Linked DNA regions of Sus scrofa: regions 1 and 3 are each linked to region 2. Evidence: chromatin contacts called from public Hi-C and HiChIP or PLAC-seq data. All regions are on one chromosome and are shown on one strand. Each heading gives the region's core, a stretch centred on a gene start, on an enhancer-like site or on the middle of the called end of the contact. The rest is flanking DNA. Distances are from core to core; before and after follow the strand shown. Region 1 overlaps CSPG4 (chondroitin sulfate proteoglycan 4). Region 2 holds the start of NEIL1 (endonuclease 8-like 1). Region 3 overlaps SNX33 (sorting nexin-33).

The links. A called contact is a pair of places that touch in the nucleus more often than the background predicts. HiChIP or PLAC-seq counts read pairs in DNA pulled down with a chosen protein or histone mark.
Region 1: an H3K27ac HiChIP or PLAC-seq map of alveolar macrophages shows a contact between it and region 2. The contact joins the enhancer-like site here to the promoter of NEIL1 in region 2. A contact is called at or near these places in 2 of 5 promoter capture datasets (fetal liver and fetal skeletal muscle), 5 of 47 Hi-C or Micro-C datasets (embryonic fibroblasts, mesenteric adipose tissue, retroperitoneal adipose tissue and 2 more) and 1 of 2 datasets of contacts at active chromatin or transcription factors (alveolar macrophages).
Region 3: a contact with region 2 is called in a Hi-C map of liver, with 6 times the contacts expected there. The contact joins the enhancer-like site here to the promoter of NEIL1 in region 2. A contact is called at or near these places in 4 of 5 promoter capture datasets (fetal liver, fetal skeletal muscle and liver), 4 of 47 Hi-C or Micro-C datasets (blood, fetal heart ventricle, fetal skeletal muscle and 1 more) and 1 of 2 datasets of contacts at active chromatin or transcription factors (skeletal muscle).

Annotation. Positions count from the first base shown.
Region 1 is chr7:57,981,484-57,984,183 of Sscrofa11.1, reverse strand. All of the region lies in intron 8 of CSPG4 (chondroitin sulfate proteoglycan 4), which reads right to left. Among named protein-coding and RNA genes, the nearest start is that of SNX33, 33 kb to the left of the region's middle. Within about 2 kb of position 1,298, at least 5 of the 83 cell types and tissues checked have an H3K27ac peak or open chromatin away from gene starts, as enhancers often do. A contact at or near this core is called in alveolar macrophages, where this site is marked.
Region 2 is chr7:58,267,573-58,270,272 of Sscrofa11.1, reverse strand. It overlaps NEIL1 (endonuclease 8-like 1), which reads left to right and starts at 1,272. Exons shown (of 10, transcript XM_013978062.2): 1 at 1,272-1,718. It overlaps LOC102158857 (a long non-coding RNA gene), which reads right to left and starts at 1,816. Exons shown (of 4, transcript XR_304481.3): 1 at 1,170-1,816; 2 at 404-526.
Region 3 is chr7:57,999,221-58,001,920 of Sscrofa11.1, reverse strand. SNX33 (sorting nexin-33) reads left to right here. Exons shown (of 2, transcript XM_001929226.7): 2 at 1-2,474. Among named protein-coding and RNA genes, the nearest start is that of SNX33, 15 kb to the left of the region's middle. Within about 2 kb of position 1,415, at least 20 of the 83 cell types and tissues checked have an H3K27ac peak or open chromatin away from gene starts, as enhancers often do. A contact at or near this core is called in liver and skeletal muscle, where this site is marked.

The DNA.
Region 1 (2,700 bases), core at 49-2,548, 290 kb after region 2:
TTCTTCTTCTTTTTTGGCTGAATTTGAGGCATGCAAAAGTTCCTGGGCCAGAGGTCAAGTTCCCACCATTGCAGGGACCGGAGCCCCAGTAGTGACAATGCTGGATCCTTAACCTGCTAAGCCACCAGGGAACTCTTTTTTTTGCTCTTCTTTGCAGCAGAGTCCAAAAAGAATAGTCTACACTCTTCCCCATGCCATTCTGAGTGCACTCCACCCAGGCTTCTGCTCCTATGGCTGCCAAGGGCACAATGGCCTCTGGGTTGCTGGACCCAGTGGTCTATTCCCAGGCCTCCTTTCACTCATCCGCTCAGCGGCATTCTACCCAATCGAGCGTTCCTTCCTTGAGCGCACCTGGTGGCTTCCAAGAGGTTCTGCTCTCTTAGTCTCCCTCCGACCTCACTAGTTGCCTTTTCACAGACTCTTGCTGGTCCTGCCCCTTCTCCTCAATGTCTGTGGCTTGGCCTTGAGACTCTAGCTACAGGCACTGCTCACGGGCTCTCAGTGGGCCTCACATCCTCCAATGCCAGCCACGAGATGACCCCTTTATTTGTATCTGCAGCCCGGCTGTGCTCTCCCAAACTCCAGGCTCATGACCACCTGCTTCTCGGGCAGCTCCGTGGGGATGTCTGAGGGATGTCTCAAACTCAGTATGTCCCAGATGATCCCTGACCTGCCCCACCGCTCCCAGGTTCCCACTGCAGAGGGCACAGCTCTGTTCTTCCAGTGGTTCAAGCCCCAAGCTCTTGAGTCACCACTGATTCCTCTCCTCCTCTCACATACCATCATTTCTGGCCCGGATTATTCCCCAAACCTCCTGCGTCCTGGCTTTGGCCCCTGCTCCACCCCCTCTACAGTTTGTTCTTGACACAGATGTCAGAGTGAACTTTCATTTTATTATTATTTTTTAGGGCCGCACATGCAGCATGTGGAGGCTCCCAGGCTAGGGGTCGAATCAGAACTATAGCTGCTGGCCTACACCACAGCCACAGCAATGCTGGATCTGAGCCGTGTCTGCCACCTACATCACAGCTCACGGCAGTGCTGGATCCTTAACCCACTGAGAGAAGCCAGGAATCGAACCTGCCTCCTCACAGATGCTAGTCAGATTTGTTTCCACCGAGCCATGAAGGGAACTCCCAGAGTGAAGCTTTAACCATGTAAATAAGGCTATGTCACTCTCGCTCAGACAGTACAAGGGCTCATTTGGCCTCAAAGACCCTGTGTGACCCTGTTACCCGTGACCTCCCGTCCTCCCACGCCTCCCACGGCAACTCCACTCCAGCCACACCCGCTGTGCTCCAGGGCCATCTGCCTGTTAAACACTAAGGCATAGTCTCCACTTCCCTCAAGCAATCCGTTCCCTCCCCCTTCTAATCCCAACGTGTCTTCTTGGCTTATCTTTTGTTTTCCCCTTTCGGGAGACACAGGGAACTATTTTCCTTCTCTCAGAAAAACAGGACTTGTGCAATAGAGAGAGGGAAACTGACTGGGATCACAGCGTGCGGGAGATTCTAGGAGCAGGGGGGCTGTGAACTGGGGAGCCTTGCCTGGTTGAGACGGGAGCAGAGCCAGTCAAAGGGACAGCTGCTCTTCAGTTGATGGCCGGAAGAGGGAACACAGGTCTTATAAGAAACTGGAAATCAGGGCCTGTGTGTGTGTGTGTGTGTGTGTGTGTGTGTGTGTGTAATCCCCCAAAGGTTATATCTTGACCACTAATTTAAAAATATTAAAGGCATGTGCAGGCCAAGTAAAACACATCTGTGGGCCAGCTGTGGCCTGCAAGGACTACCAGCTGTAACCTCTGGCCCAGGCCAATGGGTGGGTGGGGAGGAAATGGAGACCCTTAGGGGTGGGGGTGGGAAGTTGGATGTCTGGGTACAGGAGCTCCTTGTGGGTGGGGGTGACTGGCTTGGGATGAGGCAAGTCACAGGTGAGGTGGGAAGGCTTCCTGAGCTCTGGAAACCAGCAGTGTTCTTTGGTGAAAGAAATCTTGGGCCAGCAGTCTGAAGGCACAGTCCTGGTTTTGCTTCTTACTAGCCATGGACTTGGAATGAAGTCACCTGACCTCTCTCTGTGAGCCTCAGTTTCCTCATCTGTAAAGTGGGAAAAGCTGATCTCTGCCCCACCCAACTCAGAGGATGGAGGGACAGTGGCGCTGTCAGTCCTGCCTGCCCCCTTCACCCAGTCCTGCCCTCCTCCCAGCTTCCCTGGGTGGCCCTGCCAGCCAGACCCCCTAGGGGCCATTCATTCTAGAACTTGGATTGCTGGGGTGTGAGGGAAGCAGAGCAGGTCCAGGAGGGGACTTCCTCCTCCTTCCTGGGCATCCAGTGACAAAGGCTCCCAGGGATTCAGGGTGCACAGCTGCTACAGCCTCCAGCCTGCTGAATATTTCATTGTGGGGAGGAGCAGAAAGGGGGCCATAGCAGAAGCTGGGAGAACAGAGAACCCAGGCCTGGGGAATATTGATGCGAGAGGACTGAGAGACTCTTCCTGCCCTTGTTAAGGTGACTTCCTTCCCCGATGCCTGAAAGTTCCATACTGCCCTGCCCTGGGGAGAACCAGGGCTGCCCTAGAATGCTTGCACCTTTTGCACTTAGAAGGGACCTTAATTTAAGTGATGGCTGTTGGCCCCACTGGTACAGCATAGAGGGCTCTGTGATCCCAGCAGCGTATCGGTCTGACCCTTCCTGTGGCTCAATT
Region 2 (2,700 bases), core at 23-2,522:
AGTATTAACTAAAAAAGTACATGGGAGTTCCCTTCATGGCTCAGCATGTTAAGTATCTGACTAGTATTCATGAGGACACGGGTTCGATCCCTGGCCTCACTCAGTGGGTTAAGAATCTGACACTGCCATGAGCTGTGGTGTAGGCTGGCAGCTATAGCTCTGATTGGACCCCTAGCCTGGGAACTTCCAAATGCCACTGGTGTGACCCCCAAAATAAATAAATAAAGGAGTGCATGGGCAAATTCATATGTGAGTATACGAATTTGTCAAAACTCACACACTAAAAAAGATGAATTTTACTATAGGTAAATTTTACGTTAATTTAAACAAAAAAAGACCAACAACAACAAAGAAATGAAATCAACCCATAGATTACTTAGTGGTTATAAGGTGTGAAACATACCTTTACAATGCAGAAGTCTGGCTGTCACAGCCTCATCAGTGATCAACTTCAGCCTCACTAAAGTGAGACAACCAGATGTTGTGTGCCTCCTTATCTGATGCAATTTGGAGAACACGGCAGCACCTAGGAGATATATGTTATCTTCGAGCCTTTAGATCTAATTTCCTGGTGTGCAGGGAAAACCACAGATAGAGGAACAAATTAATGACACCCAATGAAACATCAGATGAATCCAGAATGTGATGGGGCATCTCAGAGACAACTGGCTTTGATTCTTCACAAAGGTCAGTATCATGAAGACCAGAAAAAGGGAGGTGAAGTGGGTAGGGTGAGTCTAAATAGATTAAAAATGACTAAAGAGAAATATAATCCTTGTTTGGACTCTGCCTTGAACTTGAAACTAGCTATAAAGACATTTTGTGGACAATTAGGAAAATCCAAAGGTGGGCTACATATTAGATGATATTAAGAAGTTATTGTTAACTGTTAGGTTTGATAACAGTACTGTGGCTTTGTAGGATATCGCTTTCTAGAGATGTATGCCTAAATTTTAGGGGTGAAATGTCATAATTTGTCAATTTACTTTAATATACTTGTCAAAATAAATGGAAAAACAGATGAAGGAGAGGAAGTAGGAGTATGAAGGGAGCAAATCCAGGCTGTGGGTAAGGCACCAGCACCCACTACATGTAGGATGAAATGCAAACTCCTTACAGATACTTCCAGAGGCCAGACCTGATCTGACCTTGCTTGTGTCTGTCCTCACCTCCCAGCACTGACTTCAACAGCAGGGGCCTGCTGTAGTAGACCAATCGCTTTTTGGCCTCTAGGCCTCTTTACTGGCAGTTCCTTCCACTCGCGGTACTGAGTGTCCCCTTTCTTTGCCTTGCTCAGATGGCTTGCTTCTGAGGTTTCAGCCTAAATGTCATCGCAGAGAGCCCCTCCCCCACATCGGAAGTGGGTTCTGCTTCTCAGGGCCCCTACTTTTTGCTGCTTCGCTGCATTTCCCACCCCACAGGTGGTGATGATGTTTTTGTTTTTGTTGTGTCTGAGCTGATACTTAGGCCCACCATCGGTCCCTAGAACTGCATTTTTTTTTCCGAGCACCTGTTCCCACCCTGCGCACAGCTGCAGACGCCTCTGCTTCGGTTCAGTTGCTACTGTTCCCTGCCCGGAGCGCTGAGCTTGTCCGGGACTAGCCGGGTGGCTTCCCTCAGCCACAGAAACAGCAGCAGCTCGGGCCCTCACGCCTGACCCCGGACCCTGCCGTCGCTGGGCAGCGGGAAGCCAGGTTCTTCTGCCACCTCCCGGCCAGGTGACTACCCCAAAGCTTTTCCCACCTCCTAGGCTCCCCAGTTTGGGGACCCCATCCTGAACAGTCTCTGCCACCTGCCTGAGGAACTACACTTCCCAGCGGGCGCTGGAGCAGCGACGACGGCTCCCAGCGTGCTCCTAGGCGCAGCTCCGCCCCCGGCCTTAACCCCGTAGTGACTGCCAGCTGGCGCGGAGGGGCGCAGGTAGCCTCCGGCGGGAGTGGGGGTGTCTGTGCAGCAGAGCCGAGGAGAGGACGGGATTGGGGGCCTTGGGAAGGACGGAGCCAGGGTTAACCCAGGACAGGTGGGGGCAGGGAGGGGTGGATGGAAGAGTGGGTGGGAGGCGAGCCTTAGATTGCCGGTCCCTGGAGAAATTAGGAACTTGGAAGTTCACCTTTTCCAGCGAAACGGGGCGGCGCTGAGGGTGGGGGTAGGCGAGGGCAAAGGAGTCTGCCCTGGCTAAATGCCCCCCTCCGCCCAAAACACACCTTCGTCTTCGATCTCGCAACGCACTGGAGAAGGGGCAAGTGGCAGACTTTCCTCCCTCAGCCAGGTGGGAACTGGCCACGGTGAGGGAGTCCGCCTCTGCCTCTCTCTGCCGAGGCGCTGACTTGGGCGGTTTCCTATTCCCCTCCGGACCACAGCCTGGAGCTTGGGGAGCCCTTCCTGATGCCTCTGGCCACCTGCCTCGGAGTCCTGTGGACCTGACTCCAGTGCTGATGTGCCTGGACATCCATGCATTCACTCTTCCTCGTCCTCGCTATGGTGCTGATCAGTGGGTGGTGGCAGGCTCGTCCTCACTGCTGGCTGAGCCTCTAAACATCGGACTTTCCAGCTCTTATCTTCCAGGCGCGGACATCTCCTCAGCCACTGTGGCAACAGATGCAGGCCCAATTCCAAGCTGTGGGGTGATGAGAAAGTAGAGTTTCCACTCAGGGGTGGAAGTGGAGGTAGAGGCAGACAAGAGACAATGGAATTATTTCA
Region 3 (2,700 bases), core at 166-2,665, 270 kb after region 2:
GGGAGGGGCTTGGACCTAGGAAAGACATCAGAACGTGAAGTCTTGGGATGAGCCAAGCCTCCTCTGGGCATCCTGAGGTCTCTAGGCTGAGACAGACCTGTATGTGGTGGGAAGTGAGGACGTCAGGGCTCTTCTCTCTGGTTTCTTTCTATCTCTGTGTTGGTTGGGGTGTTGGGGGAATTTGAGATGGGTCTGGACTGGCCAGAGCCTCTTTCAATGGGGGACTGGGAACCAGTGTGTGTAGGGGGGTATCCTGGTGGTGGCTGGGCCTGCTGGCAGATGTTCACATGCCAGGCAGATGTTCCAGACTAAGCTGGGCCCAGCTGCCTCCAGTTTCCTCCCTGAGCCGGGTGGAAAACAAGGCTTCTCTTTCTGCCCTGGGCAGCTACCAGGACCTGGAGGTGGGGAGTCGGGGACCCCTGATCCCCAGTCTTGGCCCAGCCCAGGAAAGAAGTATGCTTTGTGGCTACATGTGGAGGATGGGGGTGGAGGTAGCTCTCAGATCCTACATCCTGTTGCCTCCTGAACTCAGGAGGGCCATGAGTCATGGTGCCATGGCCGTGCCTTGGTTGTAGTAGAGCCAGGCCCTGGGGGAGACATTGTGGCCCTGGGCCCAGCTCAGCACTGCCTCTGCCTCCCGGGCCACAGCCACATGATCACAGACACAGTGGCCTGACTCAAAGCAGACACAGACACAACCTGCCCATGGGCACACAGGTCACACCTGGCTCCACACACCTATGCATGGTCATGTGCTTGCACAATTGCACTCCCAGCCACTGTGCCACATGCTGTCACATGTTCAGAGCTCTGTCCACACTCGTCCATACCCACATGCGTGCTGATATCCGTTCACAGTGTCAGTCTCAGCCATGTTGTTACTCAGAGCCATACCATGGTTCTGTGCACACTGCCGTACCCTCACACAGTGACACACACACACTCAGACACATGTGGCCACAAAGTCGCACATGCACATAGCCAAGGTGTCACACACATAGATGCTCTTGGACTCCACCTGCCTCACCTCCTTGGGGAGCCAGCTGGGGTCATCCTTCATCTGACACCACCACATTCAATTCCTCATCACGTAGATGGAGAACTTGAGGTCTAGTGAGGGGGTGGCAGTTGGCTGCATAACCCAGTGGGTCTGGGGGATGTTCTCAGGGCAGAGCCCAGCTCCCGGTAGGCTCTGTGGCCTGAACTTACCCACCCCTGGGCCAGTCCCCAGGGCCAGGCTGCCTCTGAAGGCCCCTGGCTGAACCCACTCAACCAAGCTCCTGCCATCTCCCATCTCTGGAGCCAGAGCTGAGGCTGCAGCATCCACAAGAGCAGGAGCCAGGATGAGGTGGGCAGGGCCCAGGCCTGGGCGGGAGGAACATTCCTGCACCATCTCCTCCCCAAGCCTGCGAGCACTGGGCCCGCCCTGCCTGCCTGCCTGCCTGCTGACTCAGGCCTCCAGGAGCCAAGCAGGCTTGGCGCCCTCTCTCACCCCAACCCACTCCAACCTGCTTCCCCACCATTTTGGCTCTGGCACCTCCCTCCCGCTGGTTGGGGCAAGAGGAGATGGTGAGCCCTGGTCAAAAGACTATGGGGACACATAAAAATTCACCTCCCCCAGGCACAGCTCAGAAGGGCTGATTGTGAAACCCCACTCTGAGGTTCAACAAAGCTTTTTTCCTTCAGTTTTGTTTTGTTAGTCAAACCCCAATGCAGTCCAGTCTGTTTAAAAAGCAGTGTCTCACACAGCTGCAGCCTCCTGGGTCCTCGCGGAAGCCCTGGTAGGCATCATTATTCCATTTCACAGATGAAGACACCCAGACTTGACCAGAGGGAGGATGGGACCTGCCTAGGATCACACAGTGGGACCCAGGCAGGGCTGGACTTGGAGCCAACTCTCTGGCTTCATTCCCTAAAGCCACCTTGAGTAACTCATGTAGGTCCAGAGCAGGAGCGTGTGGCAGATCTCACTCCAGAGGTGTGGAAGAATGGGAGGCTGGCAAGGCAATGGCTGAAATGCGCGGGGGCTTTGGGAGGAGGGTGAGTGTCGCCAGCCCCCCAGGGATGAGGAGGCTGGCGCCAGCATTGCACAGTGGCGTCTGCAGTGACTCAGGATCTCCATTTACAAACGAACACGTGCGAGGAACATCGCTTCATTTTTACACAACTGACCCGAATTTCCCTTTTGCTTTCTTATTAACCCACCCAAGAGAAAAGTAATCTGAAATCGAATGGGGACCCCTCCTTTCCCCAGGGAGGCATATCAATTTGGGGGATGGCACATTGGAAAACCTTAGGCAGGCCTTTGGCACTTTGCATTTTAGATACTGAATCTTCCATCCTATCACCCATAGGAAAATCTGCCTGCCTTCCACACTCAGTGTCATCCATGTATACCTATTTCAGTTGGGTTCAGTTAATTACTTGACAGTGTCATGTCTTGTAGATATTTAATTAAATTTTATTCATTTTGAGTCTGTCTTTTCTTTCTTTTGCCTTTTGGTGTTTTGCTACTTTTTTGGGTGGGAGGGGCATAACCATGGCATGCTGAAGTTCTCAGGCCAGGGATCCAAACCCCAACAAAGTAGTGACCCAAGGCATTGCAGTGACAATGTCAGATCCTTAAGCTGCTGCACCACAGGAGAACTCCCTGTTCTGCTGCTCCTTTTCCCCCCTAGCTGCAAGCATTGTGGTGGGTTC